Regions from separate parts of the Mus musculus genome. Here all the other regions are linked to region 3. A link is a contact called in public ChIA-PET, HiChIP or PLAC-seq, capture Hi-C and promoter capture Hi-C data. All regions are on one chromosome and are shown on one strand. The core of a region is the stretch at or near the end of the contact, and the rest is flanking DNA. Distances in the headings are between cores, read along the strand shown.

Region 1 (2,700 bases), core at 37-2,536, 490 kb before region 3:
TTATCTAAAAAATGCAAAACAATTTTTGTTTGTGATGCAAATAATTTCATCTAAGTAGGAGCTTTGAAGAACCAGGGCTTCTTGAGCCAGAACAATGCTATACTGTTCACTAAGCTATGACAATGTTGCAAGCAAACTGTTCTGTCTTTGTGTGTATGCACGTGCACCTGAGTGTGTGTGTGTGTGTGTGTGTGTGTGTGTGTGTGTGTATTGAACCCCAGACACAGCAATCAGATTGCTTTGCATGAGGGCTGCCATCAGCTTAGAGGAGTGAGCTTTCAAGACTTGCAAACCGGCAAGGAGGTAAAATACAAACCTCATGATTTCAGCCTGTGTGCCTGCTCTGTGGAACTCCACAGAGGCGCTCTATCTCAGAGTCACTCAAAAGGCTCAGAGCAGGATGTGGCAACCATCCATCTACCCAAGTCTGCAGTCCCAATTGGGGCCGGGCTGCAGCTGGCCAATGTTTGTGCTCTCCCTTAGCCCCTCCTTCTTCCACATTTCCTGTTTCCTGTTCTGAATTATATGGTCTGCACCTGAGTCCTACTGCCTTCTGATTTCCACTGTAAACTAAAGGTGTAGAGAGCCTTGGCAGGAAGGAACCCTGTGTAGGGGTTGGGAGAGGTGAGCCTGGGTTATATCCCTCCTCCTGCTGCCTTAATGCTGGTTGCCCTAAGCTGACCAAGGCAGCCGGTTCTATAGAACGCTCCCTCCAGGGGTTGTGTGGATGGCCCCTATCCTCTGCCCAGTCAGGATTAAACTGGTCCTAGAACCTGACAGTTGCTCACCACTGTCAGTTTGATATTTTATCCAAGTCCTTGAATTGTCCTGTCTCCTTTAGAGCACCCTCTTTATGGGTCACCACTGTCCCTTCAAAATGGTGGCAACAGGTGTTCCCTTTCCTCTGGGTCTCACTATCATGATGGGGACTGGAGACTTGAGGCCTTCCCCCCCCCCCCCCCCCCCCCCCAGCTACTGATGGTCTGGAAGCTCCAATGTGATTGGCAGGCTGAGAAAACGGAGTTACTGGTTTGGGCATAGGATGCTGCTTGCCTTGCCTTAGACCCAGATCTTGTTCCCTGGGAAACTAAACTCTTTCAGCACAGCCCAGTGCTGGAGGGCAAACAACTCTTGCAGAATCACTCAGGGGGGAACACACTCCTGAAGTCTGTGGCTCTTTATTTAAGGGAAGCATTGGGCAATGAACTGCACAGACCTGCAGGGTCTCCTGCAAGGATGCCCTTCCTGGTCCGAGGCTAAGTGCTTCCTGCTTCTCTTATATATTTGGCAACAGAAACTTTCTGCCCTCTTAGCTCTTCAAAAGGGCTTGTTACATCCGGCTGCAAACCACGGGGACTGATGATGCTGTCACAAAAGAAGCTGTTGCTGTGCATTTTGTAAAAGACGGGTTTTGAAATCTTTCATCCTTATGTTACACGTAGCTTACTGTTTACTGTTATTTTTTTTTCCTGCTGAAAATTTTATTATTGGGGGAAAAAAACCCCATGATTAAATTGTCCATATATCCTACAATAAGGGGTCCCTTGCTTTCCTTTCCTAACGACTGTGATGTGAACATTCCTGAGCCTCCTGCCAGATACCAATACACACACTGCTTTCTTGCAACATCTACCATTATGCCTTTTACATAGGACTTTTTTTTTAAAAGATTTATGTATATGAGTATACTGTAGCTGTCTTCAGACACACCAGAAGAGGGCATCAGATCTCATTACAGATGGTTGTGAGCCACCATGTGGTTGCTGGGAATTGAACTCAGGATCTCTGAAAGAGCACTCAGTGCTCTTCACTGCTGAGCCCCACATAGGGTTTTTTTTTCCTCCTTTTTTTTTTTTTTTGAGTCTCTCCTTGCTGTCCCATATAGGCCACTTCTTTGGGACTCCTTGACTCCTGCTGCAGAATTGTTTCATGAGCTGTTCTGAAACCTACCTGCTTACCACTACCCTTGTAAATTCTCCTAGGATGGGTCATTTGTCTGTATCTTTCATCTTTAGCTAGGAATTATGGGGAAGAAATCTACCCTGAGTACCACCAGAGCTCTAGTGACTTGCCTAGTCTGGAAAACACTTCTTTTCTGATCCCAGGTATGTGTGAATCATACTCTCAGAGGGTTGAGGGTAGATCTGACGTTGTCAATCAATGTCATAACGTCCGCTCATACGCACGGGGTATAATCCAAAGCTTATTTTAAATTTAGTTTGCATAGGGCAGTAATAAAAGTTAATTTTCCAAGTCTGAAAGAGAAGATGCGTTCTAAAATTGGCATCATTTTTTAAAGTCTCATTGCGGCCTTTCTTAGGCTTCCTTCCATACTTTTCTTGCTCACCTGTAAAAAAATTCATTGCACATGGAAACTGAGAATCCAAATGAAAGGGACTTAAACCCTCAGAAATGCTACTAAGTGAAGACAATTGCTCTAATATTTGGTGTTACATACAGTCTTTAAGAGTCAGTTGTGGCCTTCCATCCAAGTACTAGCTGCATATGCAGCAGAAGATGGCCTAGTTGGCCATCATTGGGAAGAGAGGCCCCTTGGTCTTGCAAACTTTATATGCCCCAGTACAGGTGAACACCAGGGCCAAGAAGTGGGAGTAGATGGGTAGAGGAGGGGGAGGGAAGGGTACAGGGGACTTTCGGGATAGTATTTGAAATGTAAATGAAGAAAATACCAAATAAAAA
Region 2 (2,700 bases), core at 122-2,621, 330 kb before region 3:
ATCTGAACTGTCTGGATGCAGCTTTAGATTATTATTCCTGGAAAATATTACATTAAGAAAAGTGTTGGAGGACTATCAAATGCTGTCTTTTATATGTAGGCCCTAATTATAGTGTGTGTGTGTGTGTGTGTGTGTGTGTGTGTGTGTGTGTGTGTTTATGTTGGTGTGAGTGGGGCAAAGTAGATCATGAGAATGGATAAAGAGAGGTACTGAGGAGGTGTCAGGGTAGTAAGACACATGCAACGTCAAGCCAAAGGGAACTTTTGTGGGGGTTAGGAGGGTACAAAGTGGGTGGTGAGGAGTAAGAAGAAAAGTAAAGGTGACTAGTGAGAAGCGTGTTTTGCTTGAAAATGTCAAAATAAAATGTAACAGTGTGTATGCTAATTAAAAACTTTAGAACCCTGTGCTATTTTAAGGCATGGGATCTTTATCTGTAGAGAGGAATGTTGTTATGTCTGTGAACTTGGTCTTATAGACTGGGACAGAGAAAGCCTGGGAAGGGTGGGAACACAGGCATGGAGAAGTCATAGCCAATGGATGCTTTTTATTCTCCCCAGGAACTAAGTTTATTTCTGAAACAGGACTGGAAATGACTGTTCTCTACAGAACAACTTAGTAAAATAGAGCTATTAAGGTAAATATGTGGAAAGCAGTTACTTTCCTATGTGTTGGTATGGGTTTCTGTCATTTGGATCTTAGCTATTTTCTAACGATCCAGTACAACTTGGGGACAGCCTTTCTTCCTAGATTGCTCTTAATGGATAAAAGTGACAATTAAACCTTAAGTTCTTCAGACCCTTGGTGAATTGACCAAATAAATTAGGTGTGACTTAAACTTGTATGTATTGTGGTGGTTTTAAGGAAAACCACCTCATAAGAGTGGAAGTATTTGAAAGGGTTAGGACCTGTGGCCTTGTTGGAGAAGGTTTGACTTTGTTGGAGGAAGTGTGTCACTCAGGGTGGGTTTGGGGGTTTTAAATGGTCAAGCCAGGCCCACTGGCTCATTGTGGATCCAGATATAGAACTCTTAGCTACCTTTCCAACCTCGTTTCTACCTGTATGTCACCATGCTTCCTGCCATGATGATAATGGACTAAACTCCTGAAACATACCAGACCCAACTAAATGCTTTTCTCAATGAAGTTACTATGGTCATGGTGTCTCCTCACTGCAAAGGAACACTAAGACATGTACCTTATAAGTATGTGTACTACGTTTTAAGGGAATAAATACAGACCCTTTCAAAAGCAAAAAATTTAAAAAATAAAGCAAAAACATCTCATAAAGGGACTGCAATCCACTAAGACTAATTAGTAAATTTGAGCCTTCTCATAACTATTGAAGTGTCAGACATCTGTATCCTCATTCATAATAGGGAGTCCCATGGGTACCATTTAAAATATTGAATTCTACACAAGATGAGAGCCTGGAAACATGTGGGCACACACCAGTGATTTCTTTCTTTTTTCTTTTTCTTTTCTTTTCTTTTTTTTTTTTTTTTTTTACAATGGGAGTTTTTCTGCTGGGAACCCTCAAAGACAAACAAATAAACAACAACAACAAAAAATCCCTGTTGTTATGGATTTCAAGCTTACTCTTTGGTGTCTCTTTGAACAGCTGTAACAGAAAGAGTTTTAAAGTGCTACAGGATTTCCTAGTGGTTGAGAAAAGGAGACATCCTTTGGCTGTAGATCAGTGCACATTTTTCCACAATGAAGGGCTAATAAGTGTGGAGCAGGAATTTCATAACCAGTGAGGAAAGTGAAGTAGAGACAGATATGATTCTCAGGAAGGTGGTTTTGGAGAAGAGCCACCTTTAGCAGTGTCCACAGTGTGCATGTCCCTGGTTCAACACTGGTCAGATCTTTTTAACTCTCAAACTCTCTGTAGATCCTGAAAGATGTTCCAGGTCACACATAGAAACATCTTTAGAAGCCATGGAAAAGGAATTATACTGACAACTACTTGAACCAGTTTCAAAGTTTATGTGGATATTGAGACACCAACATAGCTTGTGAGCTCAAATAAAATATTTCAAGTTTTAATCTTGTACCACTTAGCTCTCTTGGGGCAGCTTTTGTAGCTTTAAATCTCCTCTAGGTCAAAAGATCAAATGCAGTGGTTCATGAGATTCAATTTATATAGCCCTACAAGGTAGCCTGGTTCAAATTATGGTCATATGTTCCATAGTGTTTCAGTTGATGATGGGTTGTGTTTAAAGAATGGTCCCCAGATGCTCATGTGTGAATTTTTAGTCTCTAATTAGTAGAAATGTTGGGGAAGGATTAGGAGGTGTGGCCTTGTTGAAAGACGTGTGTCACTGGTGTCAAAGGACCCATGTACTTTCTCATGTGCTCTTTGCCTTCTACTTCTGTGATGTGAGCTCTCAGCAGTTGCTCCAACTGCCTACCACCATGTCTTTATTCTTTAAGGAATAAACCCAATTAAACTCTTTCTTTTATACATTGTCTTGGTCATGATATCTTATCATATCAATAGAAAAGACTACACGAAAATTACATGTAACATGGTGTCATTACTATATAGCCAAAGGATGTACACAGTAGGGTACATCATCTAATTTTAAGTATATATTTGTAGTTTTACAACAAAATTGCCTGACGATGCATTTTTTGCAGGAGTCATCTGTTATGTTCACTGTTAAATGACACATTAATTATAATTAAAACAAGATGGATT
Region 3 (2,700 bases), core at 12-2,511:
TGTGCATGTCACACAGGACAATTAAAGAGAACACTCAACCTGGTGGTTATTTTGGTCCTGAAGGCAGAAAGCATTTACAAAAGTAGATATCAACTGAGCTAGGTCACTCTAAAACAGGCAGAGAAGAGGAAACTAGAGGGTGGTCAAGAGGGAAGGTGAAGAAATGAAAGCTCAGAGGCCAACTGAGCTTTAGAAACTGGCATGAGTCTCTATGTGAAAATGGACATTCATGAATAAATTCAAACCAGCTATGTGAAATAATTGCCTTCTGTAACACAAGCAACTCCGATCTACTTGAAGCATGGATGAGATGCAAGCCCTCTCATTGCCTTACAAGAAAAAAAGCAATTTTGAAGCATGTGCTGGTCTTCTACCAGAAGCAAGTCATCAGAGTATGTGAGTTTTCATTTAACTTCCTCAACTTGTAAAGCAAGCATTGTGTCTGCATCTAAAGGAAAGAACGGTGAGGTTCAAAGACATTAAGTCATTATTTCCGGGGCAAAGAATTTGTGAAATCAAAGCCAGACAGGATGGCTCACATAAACCTCATTGTGAAACTTGGGCCTTATTGATAGTAAAAAAAATAAATTATAAAAGTATTACAATGAATAATTTAGAGAATTGCTTTTATTGAACAAATTACAGTTCAGTGCACATTACCACTTTTCAAACCAGCTTATGATTTCAAATAACTCTATATAGTCTATCCTTGGTTATTTACAGAAGAGAAATCAAGGTTTATAGTTCATCTGGCAATGACTTTTTTTTTTTTTTAAGAAACCTCTTATTATAATTGCTGCTCACACTCTTTTTTTTTTTTTTTTTTTTTTTTGGAAAATACATTTTATTTTTTTTTTCCATTTTTTATTAGGTATTTAGCTCATTTACATTTCCAATGCTATACCAAAAGTCCCCCTTACCCACCCACCCCCACTCCCCTACCCACCCACTCCCCCCCTTTGGCCCTGGCGTTCCCCTGTACGGGGGCACACAAAGTCTGCGTGTCCAATGGGCCTCTCTTTCCAGTGATGGCCGACTAGGCCATCTTTTGATACATATGCAGCTAGAGTCAAGAGCTCAGGGGTACTGGTTAGTTCATAATGCTGCTCACACTCTTTAGGCCTTCTTTTTGCACTAGCACAGGTTCAGGTCTTACAAGCCAGTAGGGGGCAGACAACAATTTCTGATAACTACGGCTATGCAGTGGGGCCTCCTCCTCTCTGAGCCGGCGACCTAGCTCCAGCCTGAAAGAGCTTCCTTAGCAACTGGTTGCCCTGGGCGACGGGAAGACGCAGTCCAGCTGACTGAGTTCCTGGAAAGTTCCTAGCACCTGCAAGCAGTCAAATTCACCAGTGAGCTATGTCGGAAATCCTGTGCCAGTGGCTCAACCAGGAGTTGAGGGTGTCCCGGACCGTGAGTGAGTGAACTCAGCCAAGGGCAAGCAGTTGAAGCAAGCACGGGATGGTGGGGTGGGGGTGCTGATAGAAAGTAGCTCCAGAGTGTCTAGCAGTGCCTGGCAGTGCTGGCCTGCCCTCCTCAGTGCTACCTAGCCACACTGGGGCTTTCTTATTTCATCATGCCTCTGACATTAGACCTCATCACGTGGTCTTAGCCCTCAGATTTTCTGATCTACTCTCTATTACTAAGGGACGCTAAGTTCTAGGTACTGGTCTGTTCCTGTGTGGAGTAAAAGTTGTTCCTGTCTGTAGTCTGACTGTTGCTTTGCTTTCATGACATCCGCATCAAAATGTGCAAGACGAATCCACGCAGGAAGTGCTTTCAACAGTTACAACTTTTTTTCTGTGTTTCCTCCAGTATAAATTAGATCCACTTGCACTCTCCCTGCTTAACAACAATTGTAGATCTGTTAACATTTGTCAGTTTTAGGAACTTTAAGCTTCCTTTATCCTTTATCAACTTTGGCCATTTGAGGTACCTTTTCTAAGCTAACCTTACTTGATTTTAGCAGAGGCATAAAGTTGTACATGAAGTTTCTAAATTCTTATGGCCCAGGAAGTTACAAACAAGTCAGATTTAGTGGCAACCAGACACTTCCTCTTCTCCTCGCTGGGGGAGGAATTATTGTTTCTTTATTGGTAGCTCATTTTCAATTGCTACGGATTTTCCTTCAGGCAAGATGCTTTCAAAACGAATCATTTCAACATGACCTCCCAGAGGTTCTCTTGCTTCTCTACCAGTTGCTACCAATGGGAGCAGCGGTGCCAGTTCACCCTTGGGTCATCCATAGAAGTTGCTAGGACAGTAAGTAGTATTTGTGCAGGTGTGAGATATCTAAGGATCTTCAGTGAGGAATATTCCAAGTTGCATTACGTGAGGCATAAACATTAGACTTATTATATCCCAAGGCTTCTCCACCCTGCTTTGAGCAATGATAGATTCTTTTTCCCTGTCCTGTCTCCTTGGTTCTCTGAGAGTTTCTCAGCTCAAATAGGATGCTAAACTCAGGACAGTATTTATCATGTATCATTTCCTCTTTCTCTCTCACAGTACTGTCCACCAAAATGCAGTATCACACCCAAGGTTGCACTACTCTGAGGGAGCAGTTACACATTTCTTAGCTTAAGTTGGTTCATTTATTTCATAATAAGATCCACACCATTTCCTCAAGTCCACAGGACCCTTGCAGAGTAAGACACTTTGGGGACAAGCAAATAGAGTTAACCATACACATGAAAACAT
Region 4 (2,700 bases), core at 194-2,693, 280 kb after region 3:
CTTCCCTCCTTGTTCTTGGCCTCCTTGTACTAGTAATAGAGTTATTCTATCCTTCTTGGTTGTAGAAGTGCAACTCAAAGCTGAAAATGAGATGAAGTTGGTAAGCCTCCTAGGTGAACATAGTCTGACCCTGTGGAAAGAATAGAAAGCAATAATAATAGCAAATTGTGTCATAATATCTTATCCTTGGCTGTTAAAATGGTAATTTTATGAGTAACTGTGTCATGCATTTTAAAAAGACTCACCACTTTCCAAGTTAAATGTTATCACCTGTAACAGAAGCATCACACCAATGATATTTATAAATATCTCTGAAGCACAATCACGTTGCTGTAATAGGGTCACCAATAAAAACACCACAAAGCTAGATTAAGGTATGCACCAAAATAAACACTTGCCCAGTCCTAAACAATATACATTCCTGTTCACTGCTATACAGTTCATTAAGGTAAAGTATCCTACATTATAATAAAGTATTACATTTTTATCAACAAACAAAAGCACAGCCAGAGAGCCTCAGGATGCAAGTGACATGTTAGCTGGTGAGAGAAAGCACACTTTGCAAGTCATTTACTGGCAGAGTTAGATGTTCTGTTCTATTGAAGCAGTTGCTGTTTCAGACCTTTAATTAAAAAAAAAAATCTGCTAAGTCAGAACTTCTTAAAGCAAAATCTCTCAGAAAGTACCAAATGACGTGCTTTTATAAATGTCTAAACTGATAGCTCACAGAAATCTTAATTTCTGGTTACTCGAGAGGATGCCCCAGTTGGTTTTTTTTTTTTTTCATTATAACAAGTAGATACCTCATATACATAGAGCTTACCACTAGAAACACACCTTATTTTAAATAAAATATTTAGCATGTATAGTATAAATACCATCAATATTCTTATTTATCAAACAGAATGCTGCTTCAAAACCAGTGTTTATTTGATGTCTACTTAACTGTTTGCTGTCAAGATAATATTTACATATGAGAACATCTCACTGTGGAGAAAATAGCTTGAGCGACAGTTCTGTGATAAAATGACAAGTCACTATTGGCTTGGCACTGTTTTAAAGCTATATGCAATATTTTTGCCACTAGTATACAGATTATATTTACATACAAATAAATATCTCCCATAAACATATGGCTATAGAAAGACACAGCCCTTCTAAGTATTGTTATATTACTGATTTATTTAACATTTGTTTTGGGTTTTAATTTATAAGAAATAAGTGTGAATTTCAACTCAAACACTTTCTAAGTAACTGATTAGTTAAGCTCAAGTTCCCATGATTTACTGCATGCATGTTGTAGCTTCAATGACACTCTTAAGTAAATGTATTTTGAATGATACTGCTAAATGACTTTTGAGGCATGAGTAAGTAGGAAACCTGTGGAATGGTACTTTCCTTCTCTGTTCCCTTGGAAACGAAGGGAATGTCCTGGGCTTAGTAAGGCAGTGAATGGCATTAGATAATACCCCATATTTGTGATGTACTTCATCTCATCAGTGTAGAAGAGCCAAGACCCAAGTGAGCCCTGGAAGGAACAAGCCACTCTGCCATCCATCATCTTCTTTCCATGTGAGGTTCCCTTCCTGTTCTGAGTCTCCCTCAGACTTATCATGAGTTCTGCACACAGCCTGTGCGTTTCTAAGATACCAGCCTCTGGTATCTTAGAGCACCAGAGAAAGATGCTATGAGATCAATACCAGTGTCTGAGTGCCAAGTGAAAAGGTCAGTAAATTCTGTTCTGAAGAATCAGGAGAAGAATCCAATACGAGTGATTAAAAAAAAAAGAAAACAAGAAAAGAAAGAAAAAAAGAAAAGAAAAGAAAGAAAGAAAACGATGACCTTTTGAGGATTTTTTTCCTGTGATGTACTTTACCTTTTGCTACATGTGAGATCCATATCAGAAACTCAGCTGCCTGTGGGTGGTTTACATTCTCAGTGAGTTTTACTTCCATTACATTTTTCTGAGGGGAAGAAAAAAACTGGCTTTGGCAAAGCAGGTGTGAGAATTAAACAAGAAGGCCGCTGTATTCTCAGAGAGGAAGGGCTGCTTCACCACAGCCTCTCACCGCACCAACCCAGACACCAGAGAGAATGTCTTCTCACAGCAATGTTCTCAGAAGCACCATCAATCATTTGCTTATATATCTTTCAACAGATTCCACCCGTCATCTAGTTTAGAAGAAACAATTTGAGGCATTAACTTGGTGAGGGATTTTTTTTGTTGTTGTTAGAACAAAAGAACTTGGCTAGCTCTAACCTGAGTACACAATTTTCATCTAAGCAACTTGGAGAAGTTAAATCATGCTGAGAAAATGATCTGTCAAACTAATCTATTATACAGCAGATCCTTAAAGCTTTTGTTTGTACTTTGAGCCATGGCATTTCTAACATTTAAAACCTTGTTCCTATATTTGAGAAGCTCTTGATTTTAAAAGCCCCCTCCAAAATCTTTGTTTTCCCTTTGAGTCAAAGCATTCCTATGACTAAACTTTTTTTACTTCATCTAATAGATATTTTAATTAAAATAATAATAGTTTCTAAGAAAATAAGCTTGTTGGACAATTTGGAAAGTTGGAAGCTATATATTTTGTATTCTGTGCTCAAAATAGATTTGCATAAACCTAGAATATATGTGAGTCACAGGATGCTAATACAATTTTATCAAGCAGAAGAAGCAGAGTACCCACACACTAGCTA
Region 5 (2,700 bases), core at 58-2,557, 310 kb after region 3:
CTCTTGACTCTAGCTGCATATGTATCAAAAGATGGCCTAGTCGGCCATCACTGGAAAGAGAGGCCCATTGGACTTGCAAACTTTATATGCCCCAGTACAGGGGAACGCCAGGGCCAAAAAGGGGGAGTGGGCGGGTAGGGGAGTGGGGGTGGGTCGGTATGGGGGACTTTTGGTATAGCATTGGAAATGTAAATGAGCTAAATACCTAATAAAAAATGAAAAAAAAAAAAGAAACACATGGCCAATTTTAAACAGAGCAAAGAGGGCATATGGGAAGGATTGGAGAGGTTAAGGGATGGGGGCATAATACAGTTATGATCTCAAAGAAGTGATTTTTGGTTTTCTGTTTTTTTAATCATAAGAAAAAAGAGCTCCAGTCAATCAATGGCTGCTGAGACAGAGAGAATCCATTTTCTATAGGGAGGACTTTCTGGATAACGCATCTCACACGAAGCAGTCAGTCTTACATGCATGTACTCATGGGCATCACTAAATAAGCTCACTGTGTGTGTGTGTGTGTGCGTGCCTGTGTGTGTGTATGTGTGCGTGTGTGTGAAACAGAGAGGGGGGAGAAGGGAGAGAATTAAAAAAGAAGAGGCCATGAATTTAAAGAGTGGAGAGTGGAGGGTAGATATTAAATAAATATAGTACTAATGTATTCAATTCTCAAGTAACAACAACAACAAAAAAAAAACGCTAAATTAAAAACTCTAAATTTTTATCCTGCATCTGTCATGGATTCACAGGATGTGGTATAATCAGTACAAACTTATCTCACAGAATAAATGGGAATAATGCTAAATCTGTTGATCATTTTGTGAGTTGGAGACAGAATTCTAAGCTCTGTTTTGTCTGTGGCCATCGGGATAGTTACTGCAAGTCATCAAAGAAACTTCTCATCCAATGACCCAGCAAATAGGCACCACTCTGAAAGTGTTATCTCTTTTGCCTTTGCTAAATGAAATTGATTTTTGTCTAAGCATCTATTCCAAAAGTCTACACCTGGGGACCAGCTGTGCTCTTTGTGCACTGAGAGTCTAGGGATGGCTTCGTCAGGACATGCATTCTCACTGACTTTTAACTTTTCTTTTTAGATAAGAGATCCTCATCTTAAAAATGAAACAAAAACAGTGACAGTGAATTAAACAAATGAAAGCATTGAATTACCTGAAATGCTCGTCTGTAGCCGCAGGCTGCTTCACGGTGAAACTCTGGACTTCTGGCCCTGGGGACTCTAGTCTCCTCCCATGGTCCTGTGTCTCCCTCTTACCTGTCTTCCTTTGCTGTCCTGGCCTTTCAAGGCTTTCAGTTCTAATTGGATAGCCTGGGAACGCTGAAGCAAAGTCATGCTCTGATTGGCTCCGCTCGCTGTCATTCATATGCTGGTTCTGCCTTTTCTCAAGTTTACACTCCTCGTTACCTAGGAAATCCCAGTGACTGTGAAAACCCAACAAGCTGTTTGTTCTGGAAGAAATGGTAGGCGGAAGTTCTACTGGCAATTGTTTGGTTTCTAAAACAGCATCAAAACTGGTATCCCACGTTTTAAAAGGAAATGCTTGATAAATTGCCATACTTGCTTCAGGCGGCTCCCTTCTGACTCTACAAGGCTGTCTCCCTGGTGACTTATTGCCAGGTGAATCAGGAAACCACAACCCTTAGGAGCAAGTAGCAGCAATTATAGGCAATGCCCTCGTTTTTTAAATTCTACATTCACACACTAAGAAGATACCTTTCCCCACGGTGTTTTAGCTTCTGTAACTTTACCCTTTGTTCTCTATTAGCTCCACACTTGTTCTTAGCAATATGTTTGCCAGAGCAAAAGCAGGCTTGTTGTTTGCTTTGGGAGTAAATTAAGCCACATTTTCTACCCTGAGTATCTGTAACATCCAACGGCCTACCACACTCCCATCCCCAGGCTCCATCTACCCTGGAGTCATCCAAAAAACTAGGAACAGAACTTTCTAGAAAGGCCTCTGGTCCACTTCCTGTTACACATTTTACTCAGACAAGTGTGGTAGTTGATTTTTAATATCATTCAAATGAACAGTATAATTTCTGAGATTTGACATAAACATCAAATGAGATTTATTCAACATTAATAATCACTTGCCTCAAAACTTCCCTTAGTCTCTTTCCAAGTCTCCTTCCAGTAGGGCATGGTATTTAACAAATTAAGGGAAAGTGCGGACACGGGCAGGGATTCAGTATGCTTCTCACTTCCAGATTCATGCCTCTCTGTCTTGTTTTGGTCCGATTTAGTTTAAGGAGGGCTGTGTAATCATTGGATTGGAACCATCCATTGGAGCCTGGTGAGGTCACCAGTGGATATATGGCTGAAGACAATCGTTCTCCTCTCCCAGGATGTATCATCAGCAAATAGTTTGGCCCTGAGCAGAAGAAAGGATGGGTCTAGAAGTTGGATGTGATTAGGGTGGAGTGAAGTCAGGTAGACAGAAGGGTCTGGACTAGAGTGCAGGAAATGGGTTCTTCCAATCACAGTTTCCCAAGGCATCATAGCTCCTCATGGGAAATCCTATTTAGAGATTAGAATATGGTGCCTAGGCCCACTCCTTGCTAATAAAAGACTGCTGGGTTTGTTTGTTTGTTTGGGATGTGTGTGTGTGTGTGTGTGTGTATTTGGTCAGATCTAGAGAATAAACAGGTTAACTGTGATTATAAAAATCACTTCTCTGTACCTCT
Region 6 (2,700 bases), core at 97-2,596, 430 kb before region 3:
CAGGTAGAGGTCACTAACAGGATATTTTTCTACACAACTACAGCCCTTGCCTCCCCCTGCCTCAGCATTAAGAGTCTGGGTTCTGGGAGGCTATCCCCTCTGTCCCCTGATCCCATGATCTTTGCTCCAGCAGTGTGTCCTTGCTTCTACCCCTAGGGCCTGAATTCCTAGCACACTGCCCAGACTCCGCTTAGCTGCCTTAGGGAGTGGGGGTGGGAGCTCAGGTGACTGTCTCTTCACCTGGCACCCAGCTGTGCAGCCGGCAGGAGACTGCCCAAGTTAGCTGCCACCACGTCTCCTGCCCCAGCCCATTCAGCCTCCCCGCTATCTCCCCAGCTTTTCATTTCGACACAAACCACCTGCAACCCCACCATCACACCACCGAAACTCATTCGCAAGGGCGCGCTTGCAGGGTTTATTTTAAAACACACCGAGAGCAGTTGTAAAAGCTGGGGTGGGTGGCCAAGCCCCTTGGCATATATTTAGCTTTTCTCGAAAGGGACACCAAGGTTTGGCTTCAGGCACGCTCACAGCACGGGATGGGGTTTCCTCGCGCCCGCGGGCTCTGGCAGCTAGCTGGCATTTCCCTAAGCTGTCCGCGCCTGCAGCCAACTGTTCCACTCCCACTCGCGGCCTCGAACCCGCGGCCCTGGAGAGCGCCCGCCCGCACCACCCCTGGCCACGCACAGCCTTGTCTGACATGGGTACTCACTTCTGCTGGAGAGAAAAGTCTGCCATACCAGGGATTGAGCACTTCTTGCAAAGAACGCGAGCTTTTTCAGTGACAGGTAAAGCTGTTTCCTGAGCCCCGTGTAAAATCCAGAACGCAGGAGAGGAGTGAGTGAGACAGAGCAGGAAGGCGGGGAAAGCCCAGCTCAGAAGACCCGGCAGTCTGGGGATTTTAGCCTCTGCTCTGCCGTCGCCAGCCGCGTGTCTCTGAGAAGAAGCTCAACTCGGTGCACTTGTTCACTCTTTCTTCACTAGAGGAGGAGTCAGTGTTGCAACATGCATGTTCCTTGCTGGAGGCAAAACAGTGATTTTTCTCCAGCGTGCAAAAGGTCCAGAGCCTGCCAGTTTTATAAGGTGACGGAGATAGTTGGGGGAATCAGAATGCAGAGAAAAGGTGGACAAGGTAATGTCTGATTTCTCCCGGATCCGTTTCGCATGATCAGGGGACCTTCTTCCATCAAGACTACCAGTAAAGAGACAAAACAATAATAGAAATGTCCTTTAAGTCCTGTGACCTCAAAGATGGTATTTCTCCCAGTAGCCAAGATGAGATTCGGTGTCAAATTTCTTTCCGTACTTCCCAGCAAGCAACACCCAGCAGCCAGCCGCTTGACAATACTTGAGGGGGCTCTAGGGATTGGAATCACACCTTCCCTGGGAAGGAGGAGGAGTCAGAGGAAAGTGGTCGAGGAAGAATAAACAGGGACCCTTAAAGGACGCGTTGCTTTCTATTTTTTAACACAGCAGAACTTCCAGGGCTCTACTTTATGCTCAGCCACATCAAAATAGTAGATACACCAACATCCTCAGCAACCCACGAGTCGGCTCCTTTCCGCAAATGCAGAATGTACCTCCTCAAATAAGCTGCACCATCTGAGGGTTGTTTTATATTATGTCTTTGGTATTAACAAAACACTGCTTTTCCTCTTGCACCCCTCCCTATGTTCTCTTGAAAATAAACTATTAAAACAACAAATACCAATAGCTACTTGGATCAAATAGTTATCTCTGAACAGGTAAGTGATGCCATTGATTAACACTGTGTCCCGTTGTTAGGTAAGTTAGAGGGCCACGATGGGTGGTTATTTTGAACAAGCTATTGAATATTTTTTTTAATCATTGAAACATTGCTTTTTCTTCCTCTGATTTGATTGACACTTTACAATAACTGGCAAATCACATTCGTTAATGGCTTTCTGCCACACTGCAGGAAGCTGCTGGAAATCCCATGACGTTTAGGCGATTCTCTTGCATTAGAAGAGGCGTTCACACATGACCTGCACAAGATAAACCATGATCTACCCCTGGTTTTCAGAGGCTGTGGGGTGTGTATCTGCTGTGCACAGACTATGCCGGCTTCTGGTGGCTGAGGTGGACCATTGCTCACAATTACCTTTGAGAGTGTATAATACAGTGCCCGTTCATTTTCAAAACTAACGAGTATCCTCTCCAATGGCAGAATACAGACATTCTTAGTGGCCAAGTTACACCACAATGAACCCATTGTTAAGTTTAAGATATTTTAAGAAAAAAAAAAGAATAAAAACACCTGTTGAACATCATAATCTAGCCTTGTCTTGCCTATCAGATATGCTTAGAACTTGTATATTTGACTGAATTTGGGGGAAATTATCTAGCACAAAACTTAACAGGATGCCCGTGTAGGTAGATCATCATATTATTAAAGTGTCTAAACCATCGTGAACCACCAGAGGTTAGTGATTATATTCCTGTGTGACCTTTGAAAGGCTGGGGGTTACTCAGTAAAGTGTAATTTTCCTTGACTATTCTAACAGATAATGAGAAGAGAGGGAGAATCACCTTTGGCAATGGAAAACTGTTCGATTTCCTTGTGGTTCCTAGACGTCTGCGTTCCTGCTGCACAGCAGAAGTAGGTTCCAGAACAGGGTAAGTGACTAATCCACATGCTATTTGGAGAGAAGGTCATGGCTTTCTGCTTTGCTGTGCAGC
Region 7 (2,700 bases), core at 149-2,648, 360 kb before region 3:
TTCATCATGCAGCTGCAGTAGGGGCCCTAAGCTGTTCTGTCCTATGGCCTTGACATCCAGAGCCCAGATCAAGGCAAGAGCGGACCGAAAAAATAATGAGCTAGCTTTCCTCCAGTTCCCAGTGTGATAAAAGGCTGTTAGGAATGGATTTTCATTCTGCCCTGTTCTTCTGCTACATCTGTAGAAAAACAAACATGTTTTGTACTTAGTAGTACATTACAGATAATAGTTTTGTGAGGTAAATCCATATAACATTCTTTGCTTAAGTTTTCCATCTTTATTCATTAAATTAGACTTATAGTTTTATCTCTTGAGTGTGATGGTGTGATGGTGAACTTAGGTTGGCTGTATTACATAATTTTGTCAACTTTCTTTTTTTTCTCTCCATTTGTCATTGGTAAAAACTTGTACAAAACCTAGAGAGAAAAAAAAGCCTCTGGCATTTGGCAGAGGAGATCAGTAGCCCGAGTAATTTTGGGAAGTTTTTATCTACTAATTTAATTTTTTAAAGGTTATAAAAATGTTTCTTTTAAAATATAAAATTTACTATTCTTTAAAAATAAACTAGAATTTACCCATCCTGGGTAATTCAGACTTTTGGAAGGTTCACCTTCTGATTTTGTTGATCCTACGGTGTCACCGCTGACGACCATCCTGCCTCATCACTAATTTCTGCATTGATCTGGAATTATTTCTTTTGTTTTCTTTTGGTTTTGCAGCAGCTAGAGGACATTGAAAGAACGCCCATTTGTGGGTGCCAGAACCCAACTGGTACTTGTAAGATCTCCATTTGTGAGTGTTGGAACCCTACTTAATGTATCTACAACAGAACCCCTGTGCCGCAGACCCTCTGGATCCCTTTGTCTGTGTGGAATGGGTCCCTGGGGCAGGTGGGCAAAGCGTCGGCGGTTGACAGACAGATGCACACAGGAGAGGTTGTGTAGAATCTGAATGTATTTGTCAGGTCGAGCATCAAACTTTTTATACCAAAGAAATAACAAGAAACCAGGCAAAATACAATCCACCAAGTTACAGTGACACAATACATCAAAAGAAGGTGGGGACCAGGCTGCTGCCGCAAAAGAAAGGAGCCAGGTGTAAACTAGTCTATTGTAAAACCCACCACCAGGGGTTCTGCACTAGCAGACCTTATCATGAATACTGCAATACCCCAACACCCTATTTCCTGGGTCTACAGAAGAATATACCAACTTGCTTCTAATGTGAAGCTTTATACCTAGCTGTAGAGAAGATCTCTGTCTCAGTGGGATTCTCTAGCTCTATTGTTCCCTCGTTTGGGTGAGAATTGCTACTGTCCTTGGTAAATATTTTGTAGACCAGCTCTGAGCTACTGTCTTTGTAATGCTTAATTAGTAACTGAATAGGTAACTTCCTTTCTGCAGTCCTGCCGGATTTCAAGTTCAGATTTCAAGCTTTCAGGCTTCTGGGACCTAGGAACACTATAACAGAATTTAATCTTAAAAGGCATTTATAATAAAATATTAAAAGAGAGCTCGTAGATCCATACACCAGACTAACACGGGAATAGAGTATGAGTATGAGAACGCCAAAACTCCAGGAGGTGAGCTTCCTTGAAACTCTCTGCCTCGTGGGTGGCTTTTAGGCTACACAGCCTGTCAAGCTGACTCGACTGGAGTGCGTGGAACCCCTCCGTCCGGGATTCAGGGAACATCATGGAAACAAAAGAGTATAAGAACCAGAGGACCAGAATGACTGCGGAGAGGTCCTTTCTCCTGGTGTTTGTTTGTTTGTATTTGTTTTTGTTGTTGTTTTGGTTTTGTTTTTTTTTGTTTGTTTGTTTCTTGTTATTGGTTTTATTGTTGTTTTATTTGCTTTGTTTGTTCCTTTATTTGTATTAAAATTATCAGTAAGATGTTTTTAAGTCATTAATTCTGAGGCTTCATCTTGAATATCAAGTTCTAAACACATCTTGGTGTGTGTGACCTATTAAAAATAATTTTGTTCTTATTTGCATTTAGACTCCACCCTGAACACTTTTAGATGAATTGAATGGAATTCTGTTTTATTTTTGTTTTCATTTCATTCAATTGACTTTTAACTGAGAATTTCACATGTGTACACTGTATTTACAGCATTTCCATTTCCCTGTTTCCCAATCCAACTCCCTTTGTCTTCCCCATCCTTTTTTATAATCTATGACATTTTTTAGTACAAACTTTATTATATATATATAAATATTGGGTCCCATTAGTGTTGCCTGTATGTGCATGTGTTAAGAGCTGATCAGTTTGAATAGATGATCTATAGGACAGCGTTGTCTGTGGTGAAAACTCATTCTCCTCACCTCAGCAGCCATTGAGTGCCTGATGCAGGTCAGCATTCATGGTGTTTCCCCATCCACATTGGTATGTCAACTGCTGTCATTGTTCAGTTTTGAGCAGGCAGCTGTATTATTGAGGATTCATTGCTATAGCATTCCTAACCTGTCTTGAAGACATAATCTGCAGTAGGCAAATCCTAGTCCTCCAGCTCTTACAATTTTTCTGGGTCATCTTCTATTGTGCTCCTGAAGTGTAAAGATTATATTATAGATATATCAGTTGGGATCAGTTGTGGCTCTCTTAGGAGCCTTTGTCACAAAAAGAAGCATCTTTGATGAGGGGCGGGAGCTGCACTCACTTGTGAGTAGGGAGGTAAATATTTAGAATATAGCTGGAA

The links. Promoter capture Hi-C pulls out the DNA fragments that hold promoters and counts their contacts. HiChIP or PLAC-seq counts read pairs in DNA pulled down with a chosen protein or histone mark. ChIA-PET counts read pairs in DNA pulled down with a chosen protein or histone mark. Capture Hi-C pulls out chosen DNA fragments and counts their contacts.
Region 1: a contact with region 3 is called in a RAD21 HiChIP or PLAC-seq map of pro-B cells, with 4 times the contacts expected there. The contact joins the enhancer-like site here to the promoter of Spef2 in region 3. A contact is called at or near these places in 9 of 39 promoter capture datasets (the 3T3-L1 cell line, the C10 cell line, HPC-7-derived erythroid cells and 4 more), 1 of 15 datasets of contacts at CTCF or cohesin (pro-B cells), 1 of 115 datasets of contacts at active chromatin or transcription factors (large pre-B cells) and 1 of 9 other capture datasets (embryonic stem cells).
Region 2: a contact with region 3 is called in a RAD21 HiChIP or PLAC-seq map of pro-B cells, with 5 times the contacts expected there. The contact joins the enhancer-like site here to the promoter of Spef2 in region 3. A contact is called at or near these places in 8 of 39 promoter capture datasets (the C10 cell line, hippocampal neurons, liver and 3 more), 2 of 15 datasets of contacts at CTCF or cohesin (large pre-B cells and pro-B cells), 5 of 484 Hi-C or Micro-C datasets (CD4 T cells, Th1 cells, embryonic stem cells and 2 more), 4 of 115 datasets of contacts at active chromatin or transcription factors (the 230-238 cell line, CD8 T cells, fibro-adipogenic progenitors and 1 more) and 1 of 9 other capture datasets (adipose tissue).
Region 4: an RNA polymerase II ChIA-PET map of memory CD8 T cells shows a contact between it and region 3, with 40 read pairs. The contact joins the enhancer-like site here to the promoter of Spef2 in region 3. A contact is called at or near these places in 9 of 39 promoter capture datasets (the C10 cell line, embryonic stem cells, hippocampal neurons and 4 more), 1 of 15 datasets of contacts at CTCF or cohesin (CD8 T cells), 9 of 484 Hi-C or Micro-C datasets (the BV-2 cell line, CD8 T cells, LSK cells and 4 more), 6 of 115 datasets of contacts at active chromatin or transcription factors (the 230-238 cell line, CD8 T cells, DN3 thymocytes and 2 more) and 2 of 9 other capture datasets (embryonic stem cells and macrophages).
Region 5: a contact with region 3 is called in a promoter capture Hi-C map of the HPC-7 cell line. The contact joins the promoter of Capsl here to the promoter of Spef2 in region 3. A contact is called at or near these places in 8 of 39 promoter capture datasets (the C10 cell line, the HPC-7 cell line, embryonic stem cells and 4 more), 1 of 484 Hi-C or Micro-C datasets (erythroblasts) and 1 of 9 other capture datasets (adipose tissue).
Region 6: a contact with region 3 is called in a capture Hi-C map of embryonic stem cells, with 6 times the contacts expected there. The contact joins the promoter of Prlr here to the promoter of Spef2 in region 3. A contact is called at or near these places in 10 of 39 promoter capture datasets (the 3T3-L1 cell line, the C10 cell line, cranial neural crest and 5 more), 2 of 115 datasets of contacts at active chromatin or transcription factors (embryonic stem cells and large pre-B cells) and 3 of 9 other capture datasets (adipose tissue, embryonic stem cells and liver).
Region 7: a contact with region 3 is called in an H3K27ac HiChIP or PLAC-seq map of embryonic stem cells, with 4 times the contacts expected there. The contact joins the enhancer-like site here to the promoter of Spef2 in region 3. A contact is called at or near these places in 5 of 39 promoter capture datasets (the C10 cell line, liver, pre-B cells and 1 more), 3 of 115 datasets of contacts at active chromatin or transcription factors (the 230-238 cell line, embryonic stem cells and large pre-B cells) and 1 of 9 other capture datasets (embryonic stem cells).

The regions. Positions count from the first base shown.
Region 1 is chr15:10,234,742-10,237,441 of GRCm38.p6, reverse strand. All of the region lies in intron 1 of Prlr (prolactin receptor), which reads right to left. Among named protein-coding and RNA genes, the nearest start is that of Gm41268, 33 kb to the right of the region's middle. Within about 2 kb of position 1,286, at least 34 of the 459 cell types and tissues checked have an H3K27ac peak or open chromatin away from gene starts, as enhancers often do. A contact at or near this core is called in pre-B cells and pro-B cells, where this site is marked.
Region 2 is chr15:10,081,497-10,084,196 of GRCm38.p6, reverse strand. No RefSeq gene overlaps it. Among named protein-coding and RNA genes, the nearest start is that of Prlr, 94 kb to the left of the region's middle. Within about 2 kb of position 1,371, at least 2 of the 459 cell types and tissues checked have an H3K27ac peak or open chromatin away from gene starts, as enhancers often do. A contact at or near this core is called in pro-B cells, where this site is marked.
Region 3 is chr15:9,747,429-9,750,128 of GRCm38.p6, reverse strand. Spef2 (sperm flagellar 2) reads left to right here and starts at 1,261. Exons shown (of 37, transcript NM_001305042.1): 1 at 1,261-1,417. The coding sequence starts at 1,360.
Region 4 is chr15:9,471,729-9,474,428 of GRCm38.p6, reverse strand. No RefSeq gene overlaps it. Among named protein-coding and RNA genes, the nearest start is that of Capsl, 37 kb to the right of the region's middle. Within about 2 kb of position 1,443, at least 46 of the 459 cell types and tissues checked have an H3K27ac peak or open chromatin away from gene starts, as enhancers often do. A contact at or near this core is called in CD8 T cells, DN3 thymocytes, memory CD8 T cells and 2 more, where this site is marked.
Region 5 is chr15:9,434,635-9,437,334 of GRCm38.p6, reverse strand. Capsl (calcyphosine-like) reads right to left here and starts at 1,307. Exons shown (of 5, transcript NM_029341.1): 1 at 1,168-1,307.
Region 6 is chr15:10,175,884-10,178,583 of GRCm38.p6, reverse strand. Prlr (prolactin receptor) reads right to left here and starts at 1,346. Exons shown (of 10, transcript NM_011169.5): 1 at 713-1,346.
Region 7 is chr15:10,104,354-10,107,053 of GRCm38.p6, reverse strand. No RefSeq gene overlaps it. Among named protein-coding and RNA genes, the nearest start is that of Prlr, 72 kb to the left of the region's middle. Within about 2 kb of position 1,398, at least 13 of the 459 cell types and tissues checked have an H3K27ac peak or open chromatin away from gene starts, as enhancers often do. A contact at or near this core is called in embryonic stem cells and stem cell-derived epiblast-like cells, where this site is marked.